Regions from separate parts of the Zea mays genome. Here regions 2 and 3 are each linked to region 1. The links are chromatin contacts, called in public Hi-C maps. All regions are on one chromosome and are shown on one strand. The core of a region is the stretch at or near the end of the contact, and the rest is flanking DNA. Distances in the headings are between cores, read along the strand shown.

What was found. Hi-C and Micro-C count contacts between places; a contact is called where the count stands out from the background.
Region 2: a Hi-C map of leaf shows a contact between it and region 1, with 2.4 times the contacts expected there. The contact joins the promoter of LOC100282187 here to the promoter of LOC100191905 in region 1. A contact is called at or near these places in 3 of 25 Hi-C or Micro-C datasets (ear, leaf and tassel).
Region 3: a contact with region 1 is called in a Hi-C map of ear, with 5 times the contacts expected there. The contact joins the promoter of LOC100285173 here to the promoter of LOC100191905 in region 1. A contact is called at or near these places in 6 of 25 Hi-C or Micro-C datasets (ear, endosperm, leaf and 2 more).

The regions. Positions count from the first base shown.
Region 1 is chr1:4,673,028-4,677,448 of Zm-B73-REFERENCE-NAM-5.0, forward strand. It overlaps LOC100191905 (Peroxidase 64), which reads right to left and starts at 2,520. Exons shown (of 2, transcript NM_001137329.1): 1 at 1,747-2,520; 2 at 1-35. The coding sequence starts at 1,989. It also overlaps a transcript of LOC100381417 not described here.
Region 2 is chr1:4,488,647-4,493,067 of Zm-B73-REFERENCE-NAM-5.0, forward strand. LOC100282187 reads right to left here and starts at 2,654. Exons shown (of 2, transcript NM_001368941.1): 1 at 2,229-2,654; 2 at 1,290-1,809. The coding sequence starts at 2,420. The coding sequence ends at 1,417.
Region 3 is chr1:4,854,780-4,859,200 of Zm-B73-REFERENCE-NAM-5.0, forward strand. It overlaps LOC100285173 (50S ribosomal protein L11, chloroplastic-like), which reads right to left and starts at 1,886. Exons shown (of 4, transcript NM_001158067.1): 1 at 1,552-1,886; 2 at 1,286-1,458; 3 at 1,121-1,184. The coding sequence starts at 1,759.

The DNA of each region.
Region 1 (4,421 bases), core at 1,270-3,769:
CGCCCCGCCGGCACCTGGTACGCGTCGCCCCCGACCTGCAACAAACGCAGCCAGAGACCAACACAGAAGCGTCAGCAAGAGAAGGCAGCCAACGCGACGCGAACGCCAGCTGAGGTGGCACGTGCGTGCGGACCCGGAACGTCCGGTGGGGCGGGCGAGACCGCGACGGCAGGGCATGTGGGCGTGCCGGGCCCGGGCAGGGCAGAGCACATGGGGTGCGCGTCGGATCCACGTACTAGAACCATGCGCCCGACGTGCCCACGCCGCGTTCCCGAGGCCGCCGCGCTGGTAGTGGTAGTAGTCTCGTAGCTTTCGCTCCTGCCTCTCCCTCCCGGTCACGAGACACGGACGTGAAACCGCCGCCGTATTGTCACGGTGGCTGGCTCGACGCGACGGTTCCGTGTCAGGTATAGCGGCGTGCTCTGTTTGGCAGCTGGGAAATGGAAAGTTCTGCTGCCTACGCTACGCTCTCTGGGCTACCTGCAACTGCCACGAGTGACGACGGTGTGACACCGACCTCACTCTCCTCTCGCCTGCTGAGCTGATGGTTCCCAACAAAAAAGAAAAAGGAAAAAAACTGTAGCAGCAACTTCGAGCAAGCAGCATGTTTAGTTTAACACTGAAGGCTATATCTGTTGGCTTAACCGTATCAAATCTGTTGACCAGCAGGTTTGATCCTGCCATAGAATCAGCTGAATCGAAGCCCAAGGCAAGTGGAGAATCCCTACCGCTGAGCAGTGCAGTGCACTCTCCCAGCTCCTAATGCCATCCTCACCTCCAGAAGAAGGTTTTCGAGGGAACTGGAGCTATGCTGAGCCATGGAGGGCGACACGACGACACGAGCATGTGCCGCCGCTGCTACGGACACCCACCGGCCGTTAGGTTAGGCCCGTGCGCGCGGTAACGTACGAACCGAGCCAAGCAAAACCGAGGTGCACCTAAAGCAAAAGGACGGCTCGCCTCGAGTCACCTTCTCTCCTCTCTGCCACCGTGTAGAGATGGCCAAACGGGCCGGCCCGGCCCGGCCCGGCCCGGGCCCGGTGAAGCCCGGCCAAAACCGGGCCGGGCCTGCTGAGCCATCGGGCTTAAGTTTCTGTCCAAGCCCGGCCCGTAGCGGGCCTAAACGGGCCGGGCCGGCCCGTTTAGCACGAAAAAACGGACCAAAAAGCGGGCTAAACAGGCCGAAAAGCACGTTTTAGTGTAAAAAAACGGGCTTAACGGGCTTAGAGGTAAACGGGCCGTGCCGGGCTAGCCCGCCGTGCCTAGTTTCCTGTCCAAGCCCGCCCACTTATTTTACCGTGCCGGGCTCGGACCGGGCCCAAAAAGCGGGCTTCGTGCCGGGCTCACGGGCCTCGTGCTTTTTGGCCATCTATACCACCGTGTGCCGGCCGTGCGTGCTTGCTTCCGAGGCAGTACGTGCAGTGCAGTGCAGGACATGGCATTGTTGGGTGGAGTTGCCAAAGGCTGGACAGCCTTCCATTCCAAAGCTGCTTTCATGGCAACCATCCATCCCCCACATCCTTTTATATTTGATGAAAAAGAAAGGAAGCGTCCAGAAAGGCGCGGCTGGGCCATGCCTCTTCACTCACGTACGTACTCACTGCGCGTGATCCTAGACCGATTTCGCTCTACCTTGGGATGGGAATAGTTTTGTTACGTTGTTACCTAGCGCTGACCAAAGAGAACCGGAGAAGCTGCTAGCTAGTGGAAGAGCAGCTAGCTAGTGAGGGGACGAGCAGTGCGTACCAGCGCGAGGGCGTCGCGGGCGGCGAAGGCGAGGACGTCGGCGCAGGAGACGACGCCGAAGCAGGCCTGCTCCAGCCGCGTCTTGGCGCTGTCGATGACCTCGAACCCGCGCAGGCTGGCGTTGGGCGCCGCGTCCTTCTCCGCCTGGTTGCCCGCCGACGAGTCCAGCAGCACCGACGCGTCGCACCCCTGCAATACCAATAATACGCGTAATAATGAACAGAGAGGAAGGAGGATCCACATGCAGCTACGCGCGCAATCGAGGCACCCGGCCGGCCCGTCCCCACAGTACGTGACACCACCACCGCCACCACCAACCACTTTGCATTGGATCACTCGAGGAGGGCGGCTAGCTAGCTTGCTTAATAATTAGCCGCTTGGCGCACTGACCCTGACGAAGCAGTCGTGGAAGTGGAGGCGCAGGAGGCCCGCGGCGACGCCGGGGTTGCCGGACGCCGCCTTGCTCACCTCCTCCTGCACGATGATCTCCGCCGCCGGGCACAGCGTGTCGTAGAACCCCACCTGCAGCTGCTGCGCCCGCGACACCACCGTCGCGACCGCCACCACCGCCGCCCACACGAGGGCCGTCGCCGCTCCTCGTCCCACCATCCTCCTCTCCGGCCTGGGGAGCTAGCTAGCGCTACACTCCGTCCGGCGGCTTCGAAAAGGCCACCTTTTCTTTCGCTCCTCACCTCGATCGCGCGCGTGTCGTCGATCGATCGGTGCCGCTGGTTTTTCTTCCTTCTTGCTCCGGTGACAGCTAGCTGCGCGGTGTGTGTGGTGGAGTGGAGCTAGTGGGACTCCGGTCGGTCCAGGCGGTTTTATATATAGGGCAACTGGCATAGTGGGGGTGCATGCACATCCCATGTGGGAGGGGGCCATCGATACTGCTTAGTAGTGTGGAGCCGAGGAGAGAGAGGGAGAGACGGGTGCGGGCCCTTGTGGTGTATGATTGATTGAGATTTGCGAGAGGGATGAAAGAAAAGAAAAGCAGACGCTCAACAAGGAAGAATTAAAACGATGCACGCATGGGATCTGTACAAATGGTCGTTCATGCCTTTTTGGGTTTTGATCTGCTGCACTGACGCATGATGGAAAAGCGTCCATCTTGTCGCCTGGCGACTTGCATTGGCGAGCTATCCTTCTGTTTTCAGAGTTACTATCCGGCATGGAACTTTCTTCCCAATTCCCATGCATGCAAGCTACGAATGCGTACAACAGTGGGTCATAAATTTAGGATTCATTATCATGAATCCTAACGTACATTTATGATTAACTTTGTCCGCCTCTATCTGTTTTATTTATTTCGTATGATTAACGCTCATAACTTTATAATAAAATACGTACAGATGTCGGCCCCGGTTGCTTGACAAAGTAAGGTAATCAATGTCAGTGCAGTGCTTATGAGGCATCATCATCATGTTCTTGAGAGTTTTCGTCGTCCACGACGAGCGTCAGCAGGCGGCCGGGAAACGCGCGATAGATCACGCCAGCTACCCCCAAATCCGCGGGCACCCGAACATGCATTTGTTTGCTTCGTGGACGGATTAGACTCCTAGCCGCGCGCCTACGTTACATTACATTATAATACTTACACGTACTGCATATGGATCATTGAGAAAGCCTTTCTTCAGACGCATGATTATGCCATTCTTTTTTTTTCCCCTCTGCGCCATATATATGCTTGGTATGAGTGCTAGCTAGTAGTAGTCCGTAACAAAGACAAGTTTACGAGTGCTCGTGCGTACACGTGTGGTTAGTTAGTTAGGAGCAGGCAGCTGACGAGGCCACAATAGATTCTGGCATCAGAAGTGGGGTTAAAAAAAAAAAAAGAAGCCTCACATCCGAGTGCCTTCCACGTTAAAAAAAAAAAGGAGGCAGAGAGCTTTTCTACAGCCGCGCCAGGCGCCATTCTTCAAGCTTTACCCAAAAGGAAGCATGGATGGATGCATCCACCAGTGCAGAGCCCGCCGTCTGGTCCACGCAGTTTGTTGGCTGGTAAAGCCGGGTCACGTACTGAAGAAAGAAAGATAGCTAGACTCTGTCTCTCTGAACCGAATGCATGGAATGCTGAAGATCTCTGAGATCTGAACCAGCCACTGCCGGTGTGGAAGCGGAGCTGGGAGCTGGAGACTGGAGTGGAACCTTCTTTTTTCACTGTTGTTTGTTGTTACAGCACCTTTTTTTATTATTGTTACAGACTGACACTTAGGTACAGCGCTGTGGTAACTGTTACTGTAACGTCATCCCAGCTCAGCCTCGGCTTCTGCTACAGCAAATAACGGCGTTGGCGCGTTGCCAAGTGCTAAGCTAGCAGCTATGTACTGCCAGTTTCATTCAGGTCCATGCCTCCGCGGCTCCGCCTGCCTGTCTTCGTACTCCTTCCTGCTACTCCAGTCCGGCTCCGGCGCGGTGCTGCACATGGAGGCAGGTCCATCAGGTCCGTGCCGTCGCCATCAGTGGCCAATCAGTCAGTAGATCATTTGACCCCAATTCCAGGAAGACGAACTCCGGTGCGGGGCGCTCACGCGAAGCTTCAGTAGTTCAGTATCCAGGCTTGGCCCTTGGCAGCGCCAGCGCTACTGGAACTGAGACTGAACCCGGAATTCACAGCATCTTGTGCTTCGAATCAGTCTGTACTCTGTAGTCTGTACTGTGCTGGGTAGGGATCATCG
Region 2 (4,421 bases), core at 1,404-3,903, 180 kb before region 1:
GCCGTCTATCGAAGGATCTGCGGATGTGGAAGGAGGGCGGGTTCACGGCGAGTCCACTATGAAGCCAGGCACAAGCATTTTTTTATTTGCTTCACATGGAACCAAAAATTTGGCGCGTTTGACTTGCTTCGTGCTACCGACTTTGAACTGAAGCAAACTGATTCATGGTGACCACACGCGGGTTGCTGTAACTCTATATTTACGGTCTCCTCTCTACATCTTACTATCTCCTTTCTCTATTTTTATACATACGTATTTATCAAACTCTCAAATATATTTATACATATTTTGGTTTTATTAAAGCTATTGTCTAATGTATTCAAATGGATAGATGAGAGAATAGAGAAACTCTATATATAGAAAGGAGTGTCCTCAAAATTTAGAGTCCGTTTTGCGGCTTTGGGACATGTATTCCAAGCTGTCCCAGCCGAGGCCCCATGCTCGTCATCTTCCCCGGCTTCTATCTTCTCCTCTCTGGCACGAGCTCCGTGCAAGCAAACTCGCGTTGGAGGTTGCCGTGATGCAGCCATGGGCGATGTCGTATTCATTGGATGTGTACAACAACACGTCGATAGCAGATGAATAGTGATTCTCTAGATGCATCGGTTTTAACATAAACTCTAAATTTTAGCGCATTCTATAGCGTTCTTTGTATGATGTCCTCTAAATTTAACGTACATATTAATTTAGCGGGTTTTGTTGGAGATAGCTTAAGGTTGCAAATTAGTGCTAGTGGCGAATTTATGGAGCAAAGCCCGCAAAAAATGCTACGCGGACGGACAACACTTGGCGGCGGACATACACACTGTCCGGCTTTTCGCAGGTCTACTGTTGCTGGCGGCTGCACTGATTATCGCGAACACTAGTGGCTAGCTTTCCCAGTCCCAAGGCTTTTTTCCGGCGATGCCCACCCCACCCAACAGGCAGAGCCCTCGTGCAGGCAGGCACTCGATGGCTGCTGCTGAAAGCTTGCAATATTTAACCGGCGTAGCACTAGCAGTGGCAACCACGACCACGATCGCCGACGACCAAACCTACCTAGTACTAGCGGCTACTGGCTACTGCTACGCCTACGCCTCAGGGTTCTCTATGCTCAGCTCTCCCGCGCGGGCGCGCACGAAAATGGAGCAGATCGACTAGTAAAAAGCCGCGCGCCTTTCGCTGTCGCAGGAAGATGCTCTGGTGTCCCATTTGCTTTGTCCCTGTCTGAACAGTGGACAGTCGGGGGAACAGGAACACCATGGGCACGCATGGCGCTCGGACCGTGGAGTGGATAGAGAGTGGCCATTGCCCGTTGTCGATTGCATTGCTACTACTCATCCATCCATTTGGTACGGTTCTGTTACACGCGCACGAGCTGACGAGCACATACACACACACACACACCGCCTGTCGACGACGAGAGCGCGACTGAGATCACATGACGGAGCAGGCGTTGACGTCGTCGTCGTTGAACATGTTGCTGACGGGGTCGGCGCCGCGGTGGGGCTCGTGGAGCTGTCCGTGCTTGTCGCCGTTGTAGCCGTGGCGGTAGTAGTTGTAGGTGCGGCGGTACGACTCCTCGTCGTGGAAGTAGTCCTTGGCGCAGGTGAAGTGCATCGGCAGGTCCGGGTTGGGCCAGAACTCCGCCTTCTTCCCCGCGCGCCGGACCTCCTTGAGCACCCGGTGGCGGTCCACGTACCCCGTCACCGTCACCTTCTCCATCTCCACGTCCACCTCCACGGAGTCCACCCCGCGCAGCCTCGTCACCGCGTGCTTCACCACGCGCTCGCAGCCCGAGCAGCACATGCGCACCTTCAGCTCCACCGTCTGACGACCAAAGAGCATGGGTAGGGTGCAGAGGAGAGGAGTCATCAGTCATACATGTATGAGAAAAAGGCTCTTCGTTCTCTGTCCCTCTTTATTTATTTTTTTTCTTTTCTATCCCTTTCTCGCTTTCTTTTCAGGAAGCATGCTCTGCATGCAGAGGTCGTCGCTGTTCTCAACAGGAGCGCCAGCGCCCGCATCCGCCAACGGTCACCGTATGCGCCAAGAATTCGAACAAGAAGAATAAAAATGGTGGCGGACACAGAAGAAATATGTGCATGTCACGTCGCACTCGCGTAGCCAAGTCGCCGTGCTCGCATGCGTGTCTACTACCTACCCTGCCGCCCGACGAAAGAACAGGGCACCGCAAAGCAGACAGACGACAGAAAGAAGCAGAGGCAGAGGCAACGGACGACGCGCACCTGCAGCGACAGCGGCCTGCTGCTCCGGCCCATGGCCCTGCGCCCGGCGAAGGTGCCCTCGTGGTAGTGCAGGGTGCTGGCGCTCGTCGGGTGGCTGCTGTAGTAGTAGGCGCCGCCGCGGTGGTGGCCGGCGGATGACGGGTAGAAGCAGCAGAGCAGGAAGTTGGTCAGCGACGACGACACCGACGACATGGCTGGCTGGCTGGCTACTTATACTGCGGCTAATCTCTCCCGCGCGCCTGGGAAGGAAGGAAGCTAGCTGCCCCTCTCTGCGGGTTCACCCACCCTTGGTTGCCCCGCCGCGCCGTGCACACGCCTGCCTGGGCTTTCTTTGCTTGCGTTGCGAGGTCGGGATGGATGGCGTTGGACGCTGGAGGAGTCGAGTGCCCTCTCGCCTCTGCCCACTGCCGCTGCTTTTATTCTCTCGCCGCCGCTGCTGCCGCGCCCTACTCTTTTTATTCTTTTTCCGCCCTCGTATTGGTGCTTGAATTCTGGGAGGGAAAAGAGGGGGCCCTGGTCTGCTCACCTAGCTTGCCGGTCCGCCGGCCGGTACACATGTTCTGCCACGTCTGCCGTGGACTACTAGTGCTACCGAGCACTAGTAGTTGCTAATCATCATCGTCTGTTGATGTTCATAGGGATTTTGAAACGCCGAAAGCTAGACTACCGCCAGCTATTATGTTTAGGATGTCCAGAAAAGTATCTAAAAAATAAATGAAAAACAAGGGTATTCAAACTGTGGTTGATAAGTTAAGGAGACAGTACTTACACCACTAAACTAACTACTCTTCTCTAATCTTAGAGTGTGTCGTGGTCTATATGGGCTATCCACTGAGTCTGTCCCTGTAGGCTAAGAGAAAGATTACGCGAGACGTGTGTTTGTTGTTTTGCTGCTGGCAAAGACATGCAATAAAAAATTTATCGAATATAATATGGCCAAATAAAAAGGTCGTACAACCATCTAACATTTTAGAAATAAAAAGTATAAAATGTTAGAATATAACATAAGTAAATTGTTCACCTCTTACTATAAGGTTAAGATTTTGGGTTAAGCTGGTTGGTGCATTCAACTTAATATGGTATCAGAGGGACACAAGTCGAATTCTGGTTAGCACAATTAAATAAAATAATTGGTGTTCGCTCCTATATTCCACGTCAGAGACCTAAAAGAGGCTCGACATGAGCGGGAGTGTTAGAATATAATATAAGTGAATTGTCCACCTCCTCCCATCAACTTAAGATTTAGGTTGAACTGGTTGGTGCATGCAACTTAATATAAAAGTCATGACATCTTAAAAATAAAAGGTATTAAAAAATAGCAAATACCACACATATAATTGTATGAGAATTGATGGATCTGGTGTTGTCAATTAGATTTATGGTACCTGGACTCTATTGTTTTGCTCTGTATATTACATTGTTTGCATAATGCAGTTTGTAATATAGAGTGAGATATGGAGTCTGCTGGAGATAGTTAAGCTGTTTGATGCTGGCGGCGAGCGTGTCATACTGAGCCTAGAACACGTGGAGTGTTGTTGTGCTAGATCTCCTTGGAGCAATATCGTGCATGCTTGTTTTAGAACCAGATAGCCATCGGGGGCGGCTGTAGGTCTAAGAGCCCAACTTTACATGTTGTCGTGATGTGTTGTGTCGTCACCGTGGATGTGTCAAATAAATTAAATACAACCGCTACTTAGAGTAATATTTTTATACCTACTATTTTTATACTAATACATATAGTTTAATGGGTTTTTGGCTAGGATGGTTCGTGGTCCACACAGACCACCCTCTAGCTTCGTCAACGTTATGGCGGTAGAGAACAACAACAATGGTTAGAAACAAAGGTCATCTTCATCCATTTCCCCCACATTTCTCCCATATCTATACTTTCGATTATAATTTACTACATCACCCTAAAAAATACCCCCATGCATATACAAGACCCCTCCGATCATTCTCCATATCCAGCTCCCCGATATACTGTAATTAAGTTATTTAACATATTTTCATCAGTCTTTGGATTTTCAAAAAACATAAACTATTTACTACTATAATATGCATTATTATCAAGTTAAATAGCTTGAAAAAGATTAATATGGTAAAGAAATGACGTAAGGAATATATGAGGAGAGATTAGAGCTCACCTCACGTCCTCACGTATAGGTGGAGTTTCCTTTCTCCCACATATGGAGG
Region 3 (4,421 bases), core at 636-3,135, 180 kb after region 1:
AACTAGATATAGGAAAGCGGTCGGAGATTGAAAAGATATAGAAAGCAGTTTTTATGTAAATGATTCTTCAAATGATAATTTAGAGAGAAATTTAGAAAGACTCTTGGAGATGCTCTAAGGATGAGGATTCATAATCATAAAATAAGATAAGGTACCATTTGCTGGTTAAATGGAAAAGAGAACATATGCTCGAAACATAGAAAGCTGGCTGTCAGACACCAGCATATGTATTTAATTGCAGGTGCTGATGCTGTGGCACATTCATTCAATTCTTTGCAGCCGATATATAGTTCATGGACTTACCTTAATACTCGACCTGCAGGGTTAAGACAAAAAACAACCGAGACCAGGGCCATATCTTAGATCTATGCTTTGGCTAGGAAAAGACAAGGGGATTTTTTAACCCTAGTTTGAAACTCGCTCATGAAATTCGCTCACACGTAAGTCAAGTTCAGGACTTGAGAAGTGCTACTTAAACCAGGACTCGAAAAGTGCTACTCAAACCACATAACCAAGTCAGCTAGAGGCCCTTTCGTGACTTACCTTAACACTCAAACAAATACTTGCATATACCAACCAGTTGAGACTTAGAATAGAAATAAACAACAATTATTTTATTTAATTGTATTAACCAGGATTAGAAACCTCTAACTATAACAAATATAACTTAGACTCGAATAAATTTCCTCTTCTCTAAAAGAAACTTATTTATGTACGCTGTATATCCAAAATATTTGAATTGTTGCAGAAGTTTATGAGAAAAGGAAATGGGATGCTAGAGCTGAAATAGAAATACCAAGTTACTGTTACACCCATACTGAGTCATTGCGCAACTGTCGACTGCTCTAAACTAGATTGAGCTGCAATCGCATTCGTTTCTGTTATACCAACATATGCCAAAAACAATATGGATTGTCTGAACTTAATAATATCTAGCAGAGTTAGACATTGGATGGCTAATCCAATGTGAAGAACCAACATATGCCAAAAACAATATTGGATTGCTGGAGGGTATTCATTTCCTTCATGTTGTGTTTCTTTTATAGATGCATTGGGTAATTTGATGAATGCGTCAGAAAACTCTGAAGAATAGATCCAAGCTAATGTACAGGGTGTGCACCTGCAGCCTTGAGTAGCAGGACTGAAGCCGGAGGGGTCTTCAAGACGAAGGTAAAGCTCTTATCCTGCAAAATGCGAAGCAAAGTAACCAGCATTATGACAACCATAACAGCAATCGATTCTCGCTTCTGCCCAAAGTAGGACGGACAGCATTAGTCTCACTCACATCAAACACGGTGATCTCGACGGGGATGATGTAGCCGGGCTTGTCGGCCGTCTTGGCATTGTACTCCTTGCAGAACGCCATGATGTTGACTCCCTTGGCACCGAGCGCCGGGCCGACGGGCGGCGCCGGCGTCGCCTTGCCGGCCTCGAGCGCCAGCTTTATAAGGCCCACCACTGCAGGACAAGGAAGAGGTTAGGCGCAAGAAACGTCATCCCTGATGAGCCAGGAAAGGAATGCGGACGCCACGGGCCTAGAGAGGCACAAACCTTTCTTGGGCTTGCCTCCCGGCTTGGGAGGCGCCATGGCCCTGACGGCAAGCGTCCGCCGCGAGGAGGGGCCGGCGGCGGGCGTGGGAGCCAGCGGCCGGAGAAAGGACGCGGGGGCTCCGAGGAACGGGGAGGAGAGCTTCCTAGTGGGAGCGTGGGATGGGCGGCCTTGGAGGGATAAGGAGGTGGTGGCCATGGCTGTGTTCATCGCGGCGCGGGGGAGGAGGGGAGCCGGGAGCGGGAGATAAGCAGCGCCGCGAAGGAGCCGGGAACCTCTGCTGCCTGCCCCCTATCTAATCCGCTGACGAGGGGCAAGGCACTCCCCTCGTTGATACGCTTTCTCATAAGGAAAACGTACTTCATTTCTAAGGACGCCTGACACGTACTTCATTACAATAAGATTCAGGCCCTCGGGAATTTCAGAGGAACTGAGGAAGCATACATGAATCTTATAGAAATTAATTTATTTACAAGAAAAAACATAGTAAACGGGAAAAAATTCCCTGAAATCGTATTCCTACGTTTTTATGCGAAAACAACTGATTTTATAAAATTTCTCTGAAATTCCTGCATTTCAAAGGGACTTTATCAAGCTCACATTTCTGATTTAGGACAGTGAAATGACCACCTTACTTAAGGAATCTTTCCAGATATTTTTCTCTTGGTGAGAAGATTGATGGTGCACATGCACAAGCACGAGCGTTTGTTCGAGGAAAAAAATTGGACAGCAAGACGGCTCCTGCATCTGCTTCTCTCGAGTCATTTCCAGTTCAGTTTTGATTTTTTAGATAATGGATAATTATATCCGTCTTTGACCTCGTTAGGAGGATAGGGCTAAATTATTACAAGACCAGCAACTATCTGCCACAAGAAGAGGAACAAACCTCCCATACTAACAACGGCGAAACAAAAGGATAGATAGTTTGGTTACAGCACAATCCTATTTATAAACCTACATCCACTACGGGCGTAAATCCCCATTCCCACCATTTCTAATCGATGAAAGGCTGCCATTATCTTTCTCTTTCCATTATTTTTTCTCTTTCCGATTGGCTTTTCTTGAACATGATCGAGAGCCTAAGCCAACATGTTCCCTTAAAGAGCACATGTAAGAAAGTTAGCAAAGGAACATTACCAAAAACTAAATCATTCATACTAATCTAGATAGCCTAGCACAGAACTGACATACATGTAATTATCAGTTTTCTAGTTCTAGAGTTCACACCCAGAAGCCAATTCCCGAAAACATGGCAGATTGACCGAGGTGGTCTCAACCCAAAACACCAGAAAATGAGTCGCCACATATTGTTGGCAAAATGACATTGGAAGAATAAGTGTTGAATCGTTTCATCACTATCACGAAACACAAAATTTTTTTATTATCATGTCAATTCTGTTTAGCAAAGTTGTCTTTAGTAAGTATCACTCTACGAAGTAGGTACCATACAAATTTTTTTATCTTCAACGACAATTTTAATTTCCACAGAACTTTGTGATGGAAGACATAAACATTGTTAATCATAGTCCCATACATCGATTGAATAGTAAATTGCCCCGACATAGTTAAATTCTAACTAAAGTAATCCTTCTCAGTATTTAATCGAACATGTACAAGACAATGAATAAGGTTATACCATAAAACTAAGTCATGTCCCACCAAAGCTCTACATAAATATATATTCAGTGGCATTGAACTAAAGACGCTAGCCATTATGACACTTTTGTGTCGGACAATTTGGTATAAGGATGGATATTGCACCATGAGGAGTTGAATGCCTAACCATTTATCTTTCCAAAACCTGATTTGTTCACCAATTTAAGGAAAACATCCTTAACTCTCATGAGTCCAAACCAAAAGTGCGAGTCTCCTGACTTATGCGAAACTTTAGATAGAGTTTATTTCTTTAGATGTTTCTTTTTCACAATAGATTTTGCCACATGCCATCCTCATTAATCAGTTTGAAAAGCCACATGCTTAGCAAACATTTATTTTGCAAGTCAATATTCTAAATCCCTAAACCCTCGATATCCTTTGGTTGGCAAAGAATGTTCCATTTAGCAAGCCTATATTTCCTCTTATGGGATTCGCCTTGCCAAAAAAACCTAGATCGAAAGTAGTCTATTCTCTACAGAATTACCCTAAAGACTTCAAAAAAGACAACATAAACATAGTCAAGCTCGTAAGAACAAAAGTTAATCAACACTAGACGACCACCCACCGACATAAGTTTTTCTTTCCAACTACTTAGTTTCTTCTCAAACTTATCTTAAATGATTTTACAATCGCTATTTATAAGCTTCCTAAAATGCATAGGGATCCCAAGATATCTAAAAGGATATTCCCCACATTTGCACCCAAAGAAATTAATATATTGAACCTCAACGTCTCTGGCCTGACCAAAACAGAATAACTCACTTTTGTAATAGTCAATCCTTAGGCCTGAAACTTGCTCAAAAACACATAAAAGTTTTATGTTTCTGCTTTTTCCAAATTGTGGTCCATAAAGATCAGAGTGTCGTGAGCATATTGTAAAATGGATAGCCCGCCATCAATTAAATGGAGAATAAGACCATCATCTTTTCTCGATTAATTAAAATCTATAGCATATTTACTACAATATTGAAAAGAATTGGAGATGATGGTCTCTTTGACGTAAACGTTTTTTTGTCGAGAAATTATCCCCCACCTAATCGTTAACTTTTATCCCCACATGACCACCAGCCATCATCGAATTTATCAAGAACACCATTTGCTAGAAAAATCTTTCCCCCGTAATGTTTGTTGCACAAAAGGCCATTTCACTTTGTCATACGCCTTTTCAAGGTCTATCTTAAGAATATACAACTATCTAATCCGCTGGCGAGGGGCA